2 separate regions of the Mus musculus genome follow, and region 2 is linked to region 1. A link is a contact called in public HiChIP or PLAC-seq data. All regions are on one chromosome and are shown on one strand. Each heading gives the region's core, a stretch centred on a gene start, on an enhancer-like site or on the middle of the called end of the contact. The rest is flanking DNA. Distances are from core to core; before and after follow the strand shown. Region 1 overlaps Kirrel3 (kirre like nephrin family adhesion molecule 3). Region 2 overlaps Dcps (decapping enzyme, scavenger).

Evidence for each region. HiChIP or PLAC-seq counts read pairs in DNA pulled down with a chosen protein or histone mark.
Region 2: a contact with region 1 is called in an HNF4G HiChIP or PLAC-seq map of pancreatic cancer cells. The contact joins two enhancer-like sites. A contact is called at or near these places in 3 of 39 promoter capture datasets (the C10 cell line and liver), 1 of 484 Hi-C or Micro-C datasets (pre-B cells) and 2 of 115 datasets of contacts at active chromatin or transcription factors (embryonic stem cells and pancreatic cancer cells).

The regions. Positions count from the first base shown.
Region 1 is chr9:34,989,570-34,996,771 of GRCm38.p6, reverse strand. Kirrel3 (kirre like nephrin family adhesion molecule 3) reads right to left here. Exons shown (of 17, transcript NM_001190911.1): 5 at 5,680-5,837. The region is part of intron 3 of Kirrel3os (a long non-coding RNA gene); the gene reads left to right. Among named protein-coding and RNA genes, the nearest start is that of Kirrel3os, 15 kb to the left of the region's middle. Within about 2 kb of position 2,726, at least 141 of the 459 cell types and tissues checked have an H3K27ac peak or open chromatin away from gene starts, as enhancers often do. A contact at or near this core is called in pancreatic cancer cells, where this site is marked.
Region 2 is chr9:35,132,053-35,139,254 of GRCm38.p6, reverse strand. It overlaps Dcps (decapping enzyme, scavenger), which reads left to right. Exons shown (of 6, transcript NM_027030.2): 3 at 2,766-2,911. Among named protein-coding and RNA genes, the nearest start is that of Gm24262, 9.0 kb to the left of the region's middle. Within about 2 kb of position 3,639, at least 43 of the 459 cell types and tissues checked have an H3K27ac peak or open chromatin away from gene starts, as enhancers often do. A contact at or near this core is called in pancreatic cancer cells, where this site is marked.

The DNA of each region.
Region 1 (7,202 bases), core at 1,477-3,976:
TTTTTTTTTGGAATCTATTAAATTAGCACACCACTAGCTTCCACCAACCCCAAGGTTCAAGGTAGCATCTTGAGCCTATAGCGAAGCTTTCCCCATCTCTCTGTACCCGCCTCTCTGGTGTACCCACAAATATATTTTAAACCTGGCTTGACTTATGACTTTCTTTGTTCCGTAAAACTCTAAAAAACGTCATGAAGCGTCCATCACGTTAGAACACTTAACTTGGAGTAAGTAACCTAAATCCATGTTCCTGGGCCATGGTTGTTCAAAATGGCTCCAAAAATAAACTCTCTCTTGTTCCCTTTAAGATAAAACCCGTGGTTTTTGCATTGACAGCATCAAGTGGTCAAGTTTGTATTGGAGCTCAGTTCTCCAAGAGTGGATTTCTACCTCTCTCCTGCGCGCATGCGCATGCCCACTTCTGTTTGTGGGTGTTCATGGGCCCACTCACTGCATCGAAGGAACTTTCTCACGGGTTTCTGAGAAACTATCTGAGGCTTTCGGTGCCCCTCTGAACAGAACTGGCTCTGGTGTAGCTTCCTGTTTGTGTGCCCAACGCCAATGATTCGATGCGTTCCTGAGGTCACTGAGGCATTTACCGCTCTGCTTTCTCAGCACTGGTCTGTGAGGCTGCACTGTGGGGGCTGAGTGCACTCGGGGCTGCTGCCCAGTGTGGGTGGCAGATCTTTCCAACCCTCCCAGGGCGTCTGGTACACAGTGGAAAGCCAGACTGAGCCCTCAGAGATGGGCAGCCTGAAGGCAAGGCAGGATGTGTGGGTGCCCCAACTCTGGTACTAAATACGGGCTGCTCATTGATATGCAAACAGCCTGGAGAGGCCTTGAGCAGGCCTGATTGCCTGGCAACAAGGCCTTTTCTCTTCTCCCTCCCCACTCACCTCCCCCACCTGCTGTCTTTTTTTTTTTTTTTTAAATCATCTCTCTGCTTCCCCTTTTATAGACATTTGAGGGGTCCATGTTGTTATTTGGGCTGAATAGGAATTTGTGGATAACACGGGTCTTTGTTGTGTCATTTGCATGAGACCACGCCTTCAGCCTTCTGCCCTAGGGCTAGAAGAGATGTCTTTCATAGATAAGGTGAGCACAGGTGGCTATCACATAACATAGAATAGGGTTGAGATTCCGGGCTCCCTAAATTTGACAAATCGGATGCAAAGTGATGGAGTGACTGGAGTAGTCAGAGTATACCACAGAGCGTGAGGGCCTGGGGCGTGTGAGCTAGCATTGCTTTCCTGGGCAAGGTCTCTGGAACTCACCTTAGCATATGCCCAGTAGGGACAAGGGGGTGGCAGGTTGACAGCCCCTTGAGTAGGTAGGGAGCTTGAGGTGGAGAAAACAAAGAAGTGGTGTGAGTGGTGTGTGTGTGTGTGTGTGTGTGTTTGTGTTAAGGCTGCATCTCTGGCCCTTAGTAGGTCAGTCGCCCTCCCCCGGGAAGCTGCAGAAGGGTTGGGAAGAGTGCCCCAGGGAAGGTTGACCTTGGGGCTAAGCCCATTCCTATCACCAGTTCCTCCCTCCCTGGAGTTGCAGATTTGCTGACATTTCAGATGCATGCCCTGTGACACCCATTCTTGTGTCAAGCACAGGAGGAACAAGGGAGAATACCAGATGCCCCCCAGGATTCCCAGGACAGGATATCTATTTTATTTACATTTGTTTATTTGTTTGTGTGTTTATGTATTGTGTGTGTGCACACACATGTCATAGTGTGCATGTGGGAGTCAGAGGACAACTTGTGGGTATTAATTCTCTCTTTCTATCCTGGGGAAGGAGCTAAGGTAGTCAGGCTCGACAGCAAATGCAAGGTCATCTCACCAGCTCTGCAAGGAACTTTGCTGTGTGGCTTCTTTTGAGTCCTGCGGTAGCCCTAACAGGTGTTATCAATCCCATTTCTCATTGGGGGAGATTGAGATGGAGAGATTGAGCCAACATTATGACTTGCTGGAAGGCCAGCCTGCAGGACCCTGTGGACTACTGTGTTTGGATACTACCACAGCATCCAGAAAATGCAGGTGGCCAGGTGTGAGGACCCAGAGGACCCATGATGGTCCCAACAGCTGTATTTACTGCAGGCTCAGCCTGCCACACAGGTTTCTTGCTCATGGCCCCAGCCATCTTTGGACCTGGGTGCTAACTATGTTCCTAGCATACAGACGAGGTCACAGACAATTTAAGTTCAGATCCCATAGCTAGAGGGTGGTGGAGCCTGGAATCAAATTTAGGCCACCCAGCTTCAGTATCAGTGTGCTTAACTACCACAATGTGACAAATCCTGAAGACCTTAGATCCCAAGCTGCCAGTTCTGGAGACTTTCCTGTGGACCCTGTCTGAGTGGTTGTGTGTGTGTGTACTGTGTAGTCCCAGCTACTCTGTCTTTGTAAGTAAGTCAGAAGTCCTATTTAGCTTATGACCCTTGTCTTTGCAGTTCTGGAGAAGAAACTGCCTGGCTGAACTGAACTCCTGGAAGGAGATGGGGAGTGGGGGTCAGTCTCAGACAGCCCCTCAGCTTGGGTCCTATCGTTCTCCTGGGCCAGGCTGCTCCTCCTATTAAGATAGGTGCAGTCCATGGGTTTGCAGCCTGTCACAGCTGGAGCACTTCCTGAGTGTTTCTTCCAGCTCTTTCATGTTCAGAGGAGGAAACTGAGCCCAGGAAATCAGTTGCCTAGTATTACAGAGAACCGGGCCTGGCATGGCCCTTCAGGGTCTGGCAGCTGGCCCAGATGCCATTCTCCTTGTGACAGTCCAAATAAGGGTGGAACTGGGCAAGGAAAGGCACACAGTCTCCTTTCCAGAAAGGCAATGTGCCAGGCTGGCTGAGCTGTCTTCCTTGTGTGGGAGAGAGTGGCCTTTTGAGTATGCTACCCTGGAATAGGTCTCATAGGGTGATCCTGACCCCGTCTTCACTAGATGAGGTGTATCCTCTTCTCTTCTGTATCCTGGGAGGGTCAGGCTGGACTATCTTCAGAAAGACCCGGGACAGGCACCTCCAATGTAGAAACACCCTACTCCTTCCCAGTCTCTCTTGGATGACCTTGGCCTTTCTTGACATCCTCACAGTGAGGCTCCACCCAGGATGTGAGCAGCAGACTTATCTCCCAAGAGAAAGCATTGTTCCTGGGGTTGATTCAGGCCCAAGAGAAGCCATTTGTTTGGGAATCTGGCCCCAGGATCTGGGTGGTAACGCCAAGCTTTGATCTGTGGCCTTTGGCAGCAGAGCCAACTTGAGATGGGACAGAACCATCCTTAGAATAGGAATGGCCTTTTATTCACATCCTCTGCTGATGGAAAAGACATTTCTTCTGTTAAGGACCTATGGGGAGGAGCCAGCTGGGGATCAGAACTAAAGAACAAGCATGTACCTTGTCACCCTCTAAAACTGAGGGCCCCAAGTCAGGGTCCTGGAAGGTTATGGCCCAACTGCAGAGCCAGGAGGCTGCTTTTCCTGGCATCCTGATATAGCATCTGGTGGTGTTTGGGGGACCTTAGGGATCTGAGCCTGTCTGGGAGAGCCCCCCCCCCAAAAGATGAAAACCTAGGTTTTCTAAGTTTGCTAGAAGTCAACTGAGTCCAGGCACCACCCTTCAAGATCCCAGTTTTCTGTCCCTAGATAAAAAGGGCCAATGGACTTCCAAGGTTTCCTTCATCTGGAAGTCTCAGCAGAACGTAAACTACACCTGGAATGACATAAAAGTCGTCTGGGGAGGTATGTGGCACTGGTTATTTCTGGCTGTATTCATGAACACATGTAGAAGCCACGACCATAGTAGTAATTCACAGTTCACAAGAGGAGGGGACATGGTAAGCCATGCCACACCAGGCCACTGGGAGTGGAGCAGAGAGTGTGCGATGAACCTTTGCTGTGGTTTGTGGGGAAAGGGGTGGATGAGGCAGGGTAGGGGCTGCACAGGTTTAGGGATGGATAGCTTGATGAGCTTTGGTGGGCTCTGGGCTGTAGAGAGATCTGATATTTTTGGTTGCTGGTCCTGAGGATCCTGCTCTGGACTACAAGGCAGAGAAAAAAGGGAAGCATAGGTTGTGGATTCCAGATGAGCTGAAAAGTAAATAGTAAGTTGTTAACTCTTTTGGAGAACTAGTTAACCTGGCTGCCTTCACATCCCAAGATCCATTAGTCTGCAAGCTGTCAAAACATGTAAAAACAAAAACCAAAGCAATGGGGTACAGCAGGGGCCAGTTCAGGGTGCTACTGTGTGAGCTAAGGAAAAGCAGCCTTATAGGCAAGCACTTCAAGGTACAAAGCTTAGATTTAGCCCTTCCTCGTCTCTGTCCAGACATCTCAGCAAGCGGCAGTGGAAAACAGGCTGGATTTAGCAAATCAAAACACAGGATGACCTATTAACCTTGAACTTCAGATGAACAATGCACAATTTGTTAGCATGTACGTGGTCCGTGCAACACTTGGCAGGAACATTAACTTTCTGTATTTTCTGAAGCAAGTCTTGATTCATCCAGGCTGTTTAACACAACCACAGAAGTTCATTTTTTTTTTTTTCATAGTCCCTGAGGGTAAGAAGCCCAAGACCAGGGCAGACTGACCCAGTGTATGGCAAGGGTCAGATGCCTTTTTGTTAGTGGCTGTCCTCTTCCATCTTCACATGGTGAAAAGGACAGGGGACTTTCTTAGGCCTCTTTTATTTTATTTAAAATTTTTTTCCAAATAGATTTTTTATTAGATATTTTCTTTATTTACATTTCAAATGCTATCCCAAAAGTTCCCTATACCCACCCCCTGTCCTGCTCCCCTACCCACCCACTCCTACTTCTTGGGCCTGGTGTTCCCCTGTACTAGGGCATATAAAGTTTGCAAGACCAAGGGGCCTCTTTTTCCAATGATGACCGACTAGGCCATCTTCTGCTACATATGCAGCTAGAGACACGAGCTCTGGGGGTACTGGGTAGTTCATATTGTTGTTCCACCTATAGGGTTGCAGACCCCTTCAGTTCCTTGGATGCTTTCTCTAGCTCCTCCATTGGGGGCCCTGTGTTCCATCCTATAGATGACTGTGAGCATCCACTTCTGTATTTGCCAGGCACTGGCATAGCATCACAGGAGACAGCTATATCAGGGTCCTTTCAGCAAAATCTTGCTGGCATATGCAATGGTGTCTGGGTTTGGTGCTTAGGCCTCTTTTAAAAGGACACTAATTTCATTCATGTAGACGCCCTCATGACATAACCACCTTCCAAAGGCTCTATCTTTACTCTCTTGAGACTTAATTCAATTAAGGAGGTTTTGTGGCAGACAGGGCATTTAGGCAGTTATTCATAGGATCACGAATTAGTTGTGGCAATCCTAGCCTGGCTGCTTCTGGCTCGTCTCCTCTTCTGAAATACCTTGTTCTAGGGTTTTCACCTCTAGTTATTCTAGTTGGGGAATAGGATGGGGCGGTTGGGAAGGGGAGGGTAGTGGAAGAAACGGCCTGAGGACTAAAGTGAGCAATGAAACAAACAAGCAAGCAAGCAACAAGCAAGCAAGCAACAAGCAAGCAAACAAGCACACACAGGGGGAGTGAAGCAACAACAGAAGCACTTCCACAAGAAGAGAGGCAGAGCTTGTCCCTATGCACCTGAAACCACCACCCTTGTCTCCCCTTATCTTTAGTTTCACTCTCCATCCTGCACCCCCATTCTCTCCCTCAGGCTCACCTTGGAGTAGGTGGCTCCATTGATGACCTCTCCTTTACGTAGCCAGATGATGGAAGCCGCAGGCTTGGCATTGTCTGCGTGGCAGGTGAGGTTGAGGGGGTCCCCTGCCCGAAGGCTGATCACAGGCCCCCCTAGGATGATGGGGTCATCTGGTGGCACTGTGAGGAGAGGAGGAGAGAGGTTAAGTTGGGGCAGGCTTCTGTTTGACATGGCAGAGGATAATGGGCAATAACTGCTGTACTTTGATAAGGAACATCACCCTCTGTATTAGGGTGATAGGAACATTCATGAAAGGATGTTTTGTTCTTCATCTTGTCATGTCAGGAATAAACATGTCATGACTGGCAGGTATCCCTAGCCTGCTTCACAGGCCTGGAAGCAGTGCTTTGCAACTCAAGTACCATTTATTTGTATAGTTTTTAAAGAATGTATTCTTACTTGTGCATATGCATGTGCCTGCACATAAGTGCCAGTGCTCTGAGGTCAGAGGCACTGGATCCCCTAGAGCTGGAGTCACAGGCTTTTGTGAGCCACCTGATGTTTGTACTGGGTACCACATTCTAGTTCTTGGAAGAACAGTACCTGCTCTTAATAACCGAACCATCAATCCAGTCCCAACACTTTTTTCTTTTTGCCAAGCTTTGTTGCATCTCTCACAACAGTTTTGCAGGGAAGACAGTATTTTTAACCCAATTACAAAGACCTGGAAACAGAGGCTCACCAAGAGACTTGCTCAAGGTCACATGGTGAATGCATGGCAGAACTGGGGCTGGCCCTTGAGGCCCCCTCCATCACAGATGACAGGTGACAGAACAGGTCTTTGGATCTTTAGAATTTGCATTCCTTGCCTTTTCTGATCTCTGCCCTTCACAGTTGCCCCTGCACCTTCATCCCTACTCAGAAGGAACCTCCCTAACCTGAGATTATTCCCCCCACATGCAACAGTGTGGTTGGTGATTGGTGGCTCCATCAAATAACCATATGCAAAAAGGGAAGGACATGGGATTGTCCCCTTCCTGTGGAGCAAGTCCCCTTGCAGGGCCAACACAGAACTCCATGACTTGAAGCATCAGTACAGACATCCACTGGCTCTAATGAACCACCTTGGATTTCCATGAAGGTCGCACTGTAGGATGGGCAGGTATGATGGGAATCAATTATTATGCAATGAGAAAGCTTTGAGACATCAAGAGTTGACTAAGGACACAGATTCTTGTGCTGCTGCTGGGGTTGCTGGGCATAGTGAAGTTCCCCAGGCCTTTATTGCTCCATGGACAAGTCATAGAGGAGGCAGGGCTCCATGAAGACCATCCGAAGAGACTGTCCCTTGAGAAACCTCTATCTCTTCTACTGGTGGGTCTATTCAGTTATCCCCAGAGGATGGAAGGGACTCAGAGACTCCCCTGCCACAGTGGAGGTGGGAACTTTGCATATTCTAAAGAATGAAGGGCAGATGGGTGGGTGGGTGATTAGCAAAGATCTTCTAGAGCAAAGGTCTTCTTATAGGGCTTTTAGGGTCAAGC
Region 2 (7,202 bases), core at 2,390-4,889, 140 kb before region 1:
CTGAATGTCTCCCACCCGCTGGCTGGTGTAGTTCTCATACCAACACTGCCAGCATAGTGCCGTTATCACCGTCAGTTATATAGGTGAGAGAAATTGAGCAACAGAGAGGGTTGGCCGCTTGCCCTTGATCACACAGCCAGTGGATGCAGACTCCGGGGTTGTACCCAGGCTACTCGGCCCAAACTTCTATTCTCATCCTCTACCTTGCACTACAGATGTTATGTCATTTTCCTCAAGGCCCCGGAAAGGTCCAGGGTGCCCTTCAGTCTCTTTTACAAAGTCTCTTGGCTCTTGAGATTCATGTGCCTGGTGTCTGACCATGGGTTATTAGAGAGTCGTGAAGAGTGAAAAGCAAGAGTTTCTTTCCAGAAGGTTGTGAAGATCTTGTGCCTTATTTCCAGGGTCAGGTCCAGAGAATGAGACTTAACTCCCCTGGTGATCCAGACGGCATGCTTTACTCAATGCTAACAGCAGCTGAGAGGCAGCTTTTGTGTTCACCGTTTTTAACAGTCGAACAATCTGAGCCTCTAAGAGGCCATATGATCAGGGTCACCCAGCAGAAAAGGTAAACTATTTGGCTACTCTGATCCCATACTCGGGGCTCTCCACCATGCCACCCTGTCTCAGAGGCGATGGAATGGGTGTGTGCTTGGTGTGTCACCTGCATATGGCAACCGAGCTTTAGAAGAACTGGGTTGCCATCTTGAAAGACCACTTCAAGCTAAAGTGGCCTTTGTTCCAGTCTTGCCTCTGCTGTGTCCTCAGCAGCACACTGGATGAGCTCTGAATTCCCACCGCTCTCCCTCTCATTCACGCAAGTACAGGAGAACCATCTGCATCCTCAGAGCCAGTGTGAAAGTGCAGGCTGCTGGTTCGCAGCTGGGTGCTGATGTAAGTCTCAGGGAATGTTATTCCCTGGATGATCGGACCTGAGTCCCACAGAGAAAGCGTGTGGGGCTCTTTAGAAACATCCAGCTGATTTTGCAACACCAGGTCACCATCCTTCCCTCCCCCAGTAACCTTTGTTCAGGCACCAGCTGTGCCACATGTTATCGACAGTAGTGACCTAACCATAGCCAGGTGGTGCTAGACCAGAGCATTCGAATGTAGTCTGCTCAGGAAAATTATAGGATTTCTCCCCGACCCCTCCAGACACGGTTTCTCTGTGTAACAGTCTGGGCTTGCCCTGGAACTCACTCTGTACACTAGACTGGCCTCAAACTCACAAGAGATCTTGCCTGCTTAGACTAAGAGTGTGAGCCCGCACACTGGGCTCAGGATTTCTTGATTATTAAAACTGATATTCTAGCACTTGGGAGACAAAGGCAGGATCTCCACAAGTTCAAATCCAGCCTGATCTATTTAGTGATTTCTAGGCCAGCCCTAGGCTACAAAGTGAAAGTGTATCAATTAGACAGACACACAAATAAACAAACATTCTGCCCTAGTTAGGGTTGCTATTGCTTTGTTGAAACACCCATCACCAAAAACAAGTTGGAGAGGAAAAGGATAATTTGTCTTAAACTTCCACAGCAGTGTTGATCATGGGAGGAAGTCAGGATAGAAACTCAAATAGGGCAGGAACTTGAAGTCAGGAGCTGATGCAAAGGCCACGACGGGGTTCTTCTTGCTGGCTTGTGCCCTGTGGTTTGCTCAGCCTGCTTTCTTTGAGAACCCAGGACCACCAGCCAAGGGGTGGCATCACTTTGACCCTCCCCCATCAATCACTAATTACGAAAATGCTGGATCTTATGGAGGTGTTCTCTCAATTGAGGCTAGAAAACTATCTAGCACAATTGACTCATTGTCAACTTGACACACGCACCACTGTTAAGCTATAGCCTCTCCTTTCTTGATTGTCCTCAAGGTCACAGATTAATAACACTGCAATATAAAATATTTTACAAGCTTAAAAATCCCACAGTCTTTACAATTCAAACACTTTTAACATTCCGAAGGATGGTTTGGAAATCTCTACAGACATTTGATTGTTCCAGAGGAAGGGGACACTAGCATCCAAGCTGAGGCTAGGCTACTGCAGAATTAGACACGATACAGTACACTGCGCCATAGAGCCATCCAAGCCAGAGTCATTGATGGTGCTACCCGAGAAACCTGGATTCAACATCTAACGAGTTGTGTGCTTATTTGTGTTACCACAGTGTGTGCAGAGGTCAGAGACCAGCTTGCAAGAGTTGGTTTTCTCCATCTACCATGTGGGTTTAAATTCAAGTTATCATGTGCCTTTACCCCATCAGCACTTCTGAAGTGCTCTATAAGCAGCAGACATTGCTCTAAGAGCTTCTCAGGTAACTGACTCACTTCATATATAACATAAGAACTGTTGCTGTCTTCACTTGGTAGATGGTAACACAGAAGTTAAGTAACTAGACCAAATTCCCAACTGGGAGCCACAGTCCTACTCGGAGCGAGTGAGAAGCAGGCACGGGTAGGCCTTAAGCCCAGACAGCCTGGCTCCAGAGTCCACACTGAGCCACTAAGCTACTTAAGGGAGCCACTAAGACTCAAGCTATACTGCCTGCTTTGCATCCAGAAAGCCACATGCCTAGCCATTCGCATACAAGAAGTGAGAAACTTTTGGTCACTCACTGTGCCTGAAACATGTGTTTAATATCATGAGGGGCCAGAGAACCAAGAGTAAAAGCTTTTTTTTTTTTTTTTTTTTTTTTTTTGGCCATGAATGTTGCTTACCTCGTGAATTTAATGGTCTTACTTTCTAATCAGACTGTGCTGTGTTGTTGTAGATATAAAAACAACTGTGGTGTACCCTGCCACAGAGAAACACCTGCAAAAATACATGCGTCAGGACCTCCGCCTGATCCGAGAGACTGGAGATGACTACAGGACCATCACCTTACCCTACCTGGAATCCCAGAGCCTTAGCATCCAGGTGACTGACTGCCAAGTCTCATACACTGTCCTGAAGCTAGTTTGTCTTTTCGCAAGCCCCTGTTGGGGTCGTCCCAGAAATAGTACACAAATACCCAAGGGCCTGGACAGTCTGTGTGACTGTGAGGCTGCAAAGAGGAGTGTAGACGGACTCTGTGGGGTAGAGCTGCCTGGTGTGGGCTGGTTGCCCTTTTATTCAGGACAGTCAGTGCAGGCTTTGTGATCTTTTGCCCTTTATGAGGTACTGGGGCTTGCTACTGATGTTCTCTGAGAAGTCCATCTCACCGGGGAAATGTTATCTGCTCTGTAGTAGCCCTGGACAGCCTCTGACTGTGTCCTCACTAAAGATCTGTGAGTGGGTAAAAGCCTTCTGTTGGGCTAGATGACCTTGATCCAGCCTCTTATCCCCCTAGTCTTTCCTGTAGCAATCCAGCCTGCAGGAGCCAAGTCTTGGAGCGAACACTTCCTGTCACTCAGTCCCCCTTGTGTTCGTTCCACAGCAGGCTGTATTCTGTCGTCCCCAGTGTGTGTTTAGTATAGACCTGTGTATACAAAGGTGACAGAGTGATGTGGCTGAGCCAGATACAGGATGCTTAGCTCAGATATCCTGGCAGTTCTTTGGGTTTAGGCCCAGTGCCAACCAGAGCCTCTGCCTGGAATTAGCCCCATGTGGCTACTCACAGTTAAATATGATTGATGCATATTGATGAGTCACTTCCTTGCCCACTCACTGGCTTCAGTGGCTCCCCACTGTCGCTCACGGGCGTTCTCTTTGGGCCCTTTTTATCCTCCTTCCAGACTCAGGGGTACATGGTAGAGAGTATTCTTAGGTGGGAATACACAGCCATTCCTCTTGAGTTCAGAAGTGGGAGGCTGCTGTTCTCTCAGTTGTAAGGGAGAGAAGTGAGGAGGCGGGAGACGTTGTTCCACTCGGGAGGCCATGTGCTGAGACCGGGCAGTCCAGCCGGTGCCCCCCACCTCGCCCCCCAGCAGCGTTTGCTCACAGATTCCTTCGGATCAAGGTCTTTTATTTTCTCCTCTCTTTTGTAAAAATCAAGGCAAGGTGTCCTAGTTTCCTTTCCGCTGCTATGATTAAAATATCCTGATATAAAGCGACCTGGGGTGGGGCTATTTTAGCTCACAATTCCAGCTTCACAGTTCCCCACAGCTCATCATTTTGGGGAAGTCACAGTGTCGGGAGCCGAGACAACCGGGCACATCACGCCCACAGGTAAGAGCGGAGAGGATGAGTACCTGCATGCTGACTGCTCGGCCAGCTTTCTCAGCGTTTGCTCAGTCCAGGGCCCCAACCCAGGGAGCGGGCCCCACCCATATTCATCAGTGAAATCACTTAAGACAGTTCCCTACAGCAGTGGTTCTCAACCTTCCTAATGCTGTGATCCTTTAATGCTCCCTCATGCTGTGGTGACCCCCACCCCAACCCCCAGCCATAGCATTACTTGGCTGATACTTCATAACAGTAATTTTGCTATTGTGAATTGTAAATAGCTGATATGCGACCCCCCTGAAAGGGTCATTCAACCTCCAAGGCGGTTGAGAAACAGCTGCCATACAGGCATGCCCACAACCTGCTCTAGACGAGTCCTCATTGACACTCTCTCTGCCTAGGTGATTTTTTTTGTTGTATCAAGTTGACACTTAAAACTGTAACAACCACACAAAGTCTCGTGTAGCTCAGGTTGGCCTCACACAGCTCAGGTTGGCCTCATACTCACTATGCAGCAGAAGATGACCTTGAACTTCAGATCTTTCTACTCCTCCTGCCCCTTTTCCCAGATGCTAAGGTCACAGGTGTATATTTCCACACTCAGTGTATGTGGTATTAGGGATTAAACATGGGGCCTTATTCATACTAGGCAAGCATTCTACCAGAATCTGTACATCCCCACCCTCTTTCTTTAAAAGAAAAAACAACAACAACAACAACAAAACGGGTATTTGTTCTGTCTTCTGAGTGGAAAGGAAGTGTCTCTACATTCGTAAATAACTTCTGTGGAGGATCCTAGAGGGACCTTCTAGAACTTGCGTTCTGTGGGGCTGTTTGTACATATCTGGGATTCGAGAGGAGAGGCCCTCGTCTAGTTGACATGAGTCGTGTAACTACCTTACTGTGCACCATTACCCAGTTCTTCTTGTAAACAAACGTAGTTCAGCAGAACTCCTTTCTTTCAGATCTGATTGACACAAGCTTCCCGAGTAACTGGCAGCCGTCTCTGTATGATTGAGTATCTGCCGTGCAGGGCTTTAAGGAGGCTCCAGCTGACAAGCTCTTGCTAGTGGCCACAGACTGTCAGGGGAGAGGGACATGCAGGTAGACAGTTGTGATAATGACACATGCCCACTGGTGGGCTATGTGAGCATAGTGGTGATGCAGTGAGAGGGACCAGTACAGACTTGGGGTCACAGAGGGGTGCTGAGTTCCAGGGACTATAGAGAAGTTGTATTGATGTGACGAGGCACTGGTAACTCAGGGCTCAGTGAGGACAGCCCTGAGTGGCCGGGAGGAAATCTGTGGATTGTATTCAGAAGACTGAAAGTTCACAGGCAGTGGGAAACATTCTTTTTTTTTTTTTTTTTTTTTTAAAGATTTATTATTTTATGTAAGTACACTGTAGCTGTCTTCAGACACACCAGAAGAGGGCGTCAGATCTTGTTATGGATGGTTGTGAGCCACCATGTGGTTGCTGGGATTTGAACTCTGGACCTTTGGAAGAGCAGTCAGGTGCTCTTACCCACTGAGCCATCTCACCAGCCCGGAAACATTCTTAAAAATAGCAGCAGCAGACTATTTTGTATCTTCTGTCTGGCCCTTCAAGGACTAAAACTGGGGCTTACGCTTTCTATTCTTAAGTTTTGACATTTTATTTTTTGTGTTTTATTTTATGTCTATGTGTGTGCACACATGCACACACCATAGTGCACAGGTGTAGCTCAGAGGATTACTTGTGTGCTCTGGGGATGAGACTTAGTCATCAAGCTTGGCAGTAAGTGCCCTTGTCTATAAGCCGTCTTGACAGCCCCACATGTACATTTAATACATCTATGCTCTTCATTTATTTTTCCCTGCCATGGGTATAGGTGTGTGGTGTGTGTGCACATCTGTATACATGTTTGAATCTATGTAGGTGCGCATGTGTGCCGATGCAGGTGCACATGCCTCATGTACTTGTGGAGGCCAGAGGTTGATGCTGGATGTTTATTTCCTGACTTGAGAGCATGTAGATTCAGCTAGGGTAGCTAGCCAGCTTGCCTTGGGCATTCCTGACCTCAGTCTCCTGAGCACTGGGATAGACTACCAGCCCCTTTTGATTGGGATCCTAGGGATCTCAACTCCGATTGGCCCTTCTGCTTATGTGGTCAGTGCTTGATCTCCTGCGCCATTTTTTCCAACTCTAAATATCTGTGATGTTTCTAAGGATGTGGATAGTGTGATCGAATTGAACAAATGCAAATGGAGCAGGACTAGAAACCAGCATGGATCCAAAGCAGGGAAGGACAAGGTGCCACTCAGGAGGAGGCTCCAGCTGGGTTTCAGGGCTCAGAATGGTGATTCAGAGAGGAAGGACTGTGGGGTGACCCCGGGTCCTACCAGAGTGAAGAGTGCACAGTGGAGTCTGCATTCACGAGGGCAGGATGTTGACCACTACGGGAGGGAAGCTTGTGTGGAAGACAGCATGCTCAGTTTGGGGTTTATTGTGCACATCCTAGGTGCCAGAAACTGTTGTAGGCATTTTACATACATTACCTCAGATCTTCACAAGACAGAAAACCATGCCGTCTGGTTCCAGTATCCGGGTTCTTAGAAAGTTACTCTGTCTGGTTCCTGAAATCTGAAGTACTTATAACTTCCTAGTAAAACATCCAGTAAAAGACACAAAGTGGCAGCGGTGTGTCTGGGCCTGGAGCCTTCAAGATCACCTGGCTGTAAATGCCCATCTGCAAGCCGTGGCATCCGGCCTCCGCATCTGCTAGTGTTTGGAGTCCTCTGGCCAGGAGCAGTGGGGCATTTTCCTTAGCCTCTGAGCAGAGGTTTCCTTGCCTGGAAATTGTGACTCACAGCTCCTCCGTGTTAGGTGTGTGAGAACTGGGAGGCATCCCAGTTACCATGTGCCCACCGTTGTTGCCAGCACAGAAAAGGATTCCAAGTGGAGCTGCATTAGCATACGCGGATAGAGCCCAGGAATGGAGAAGTGTGCTGTGCAGACGTGGATGGCATAGACAGGCGGGAAAGCATGGCCAGAGGGTGTGCGCGTGTGTAGAGCTAAGAATGG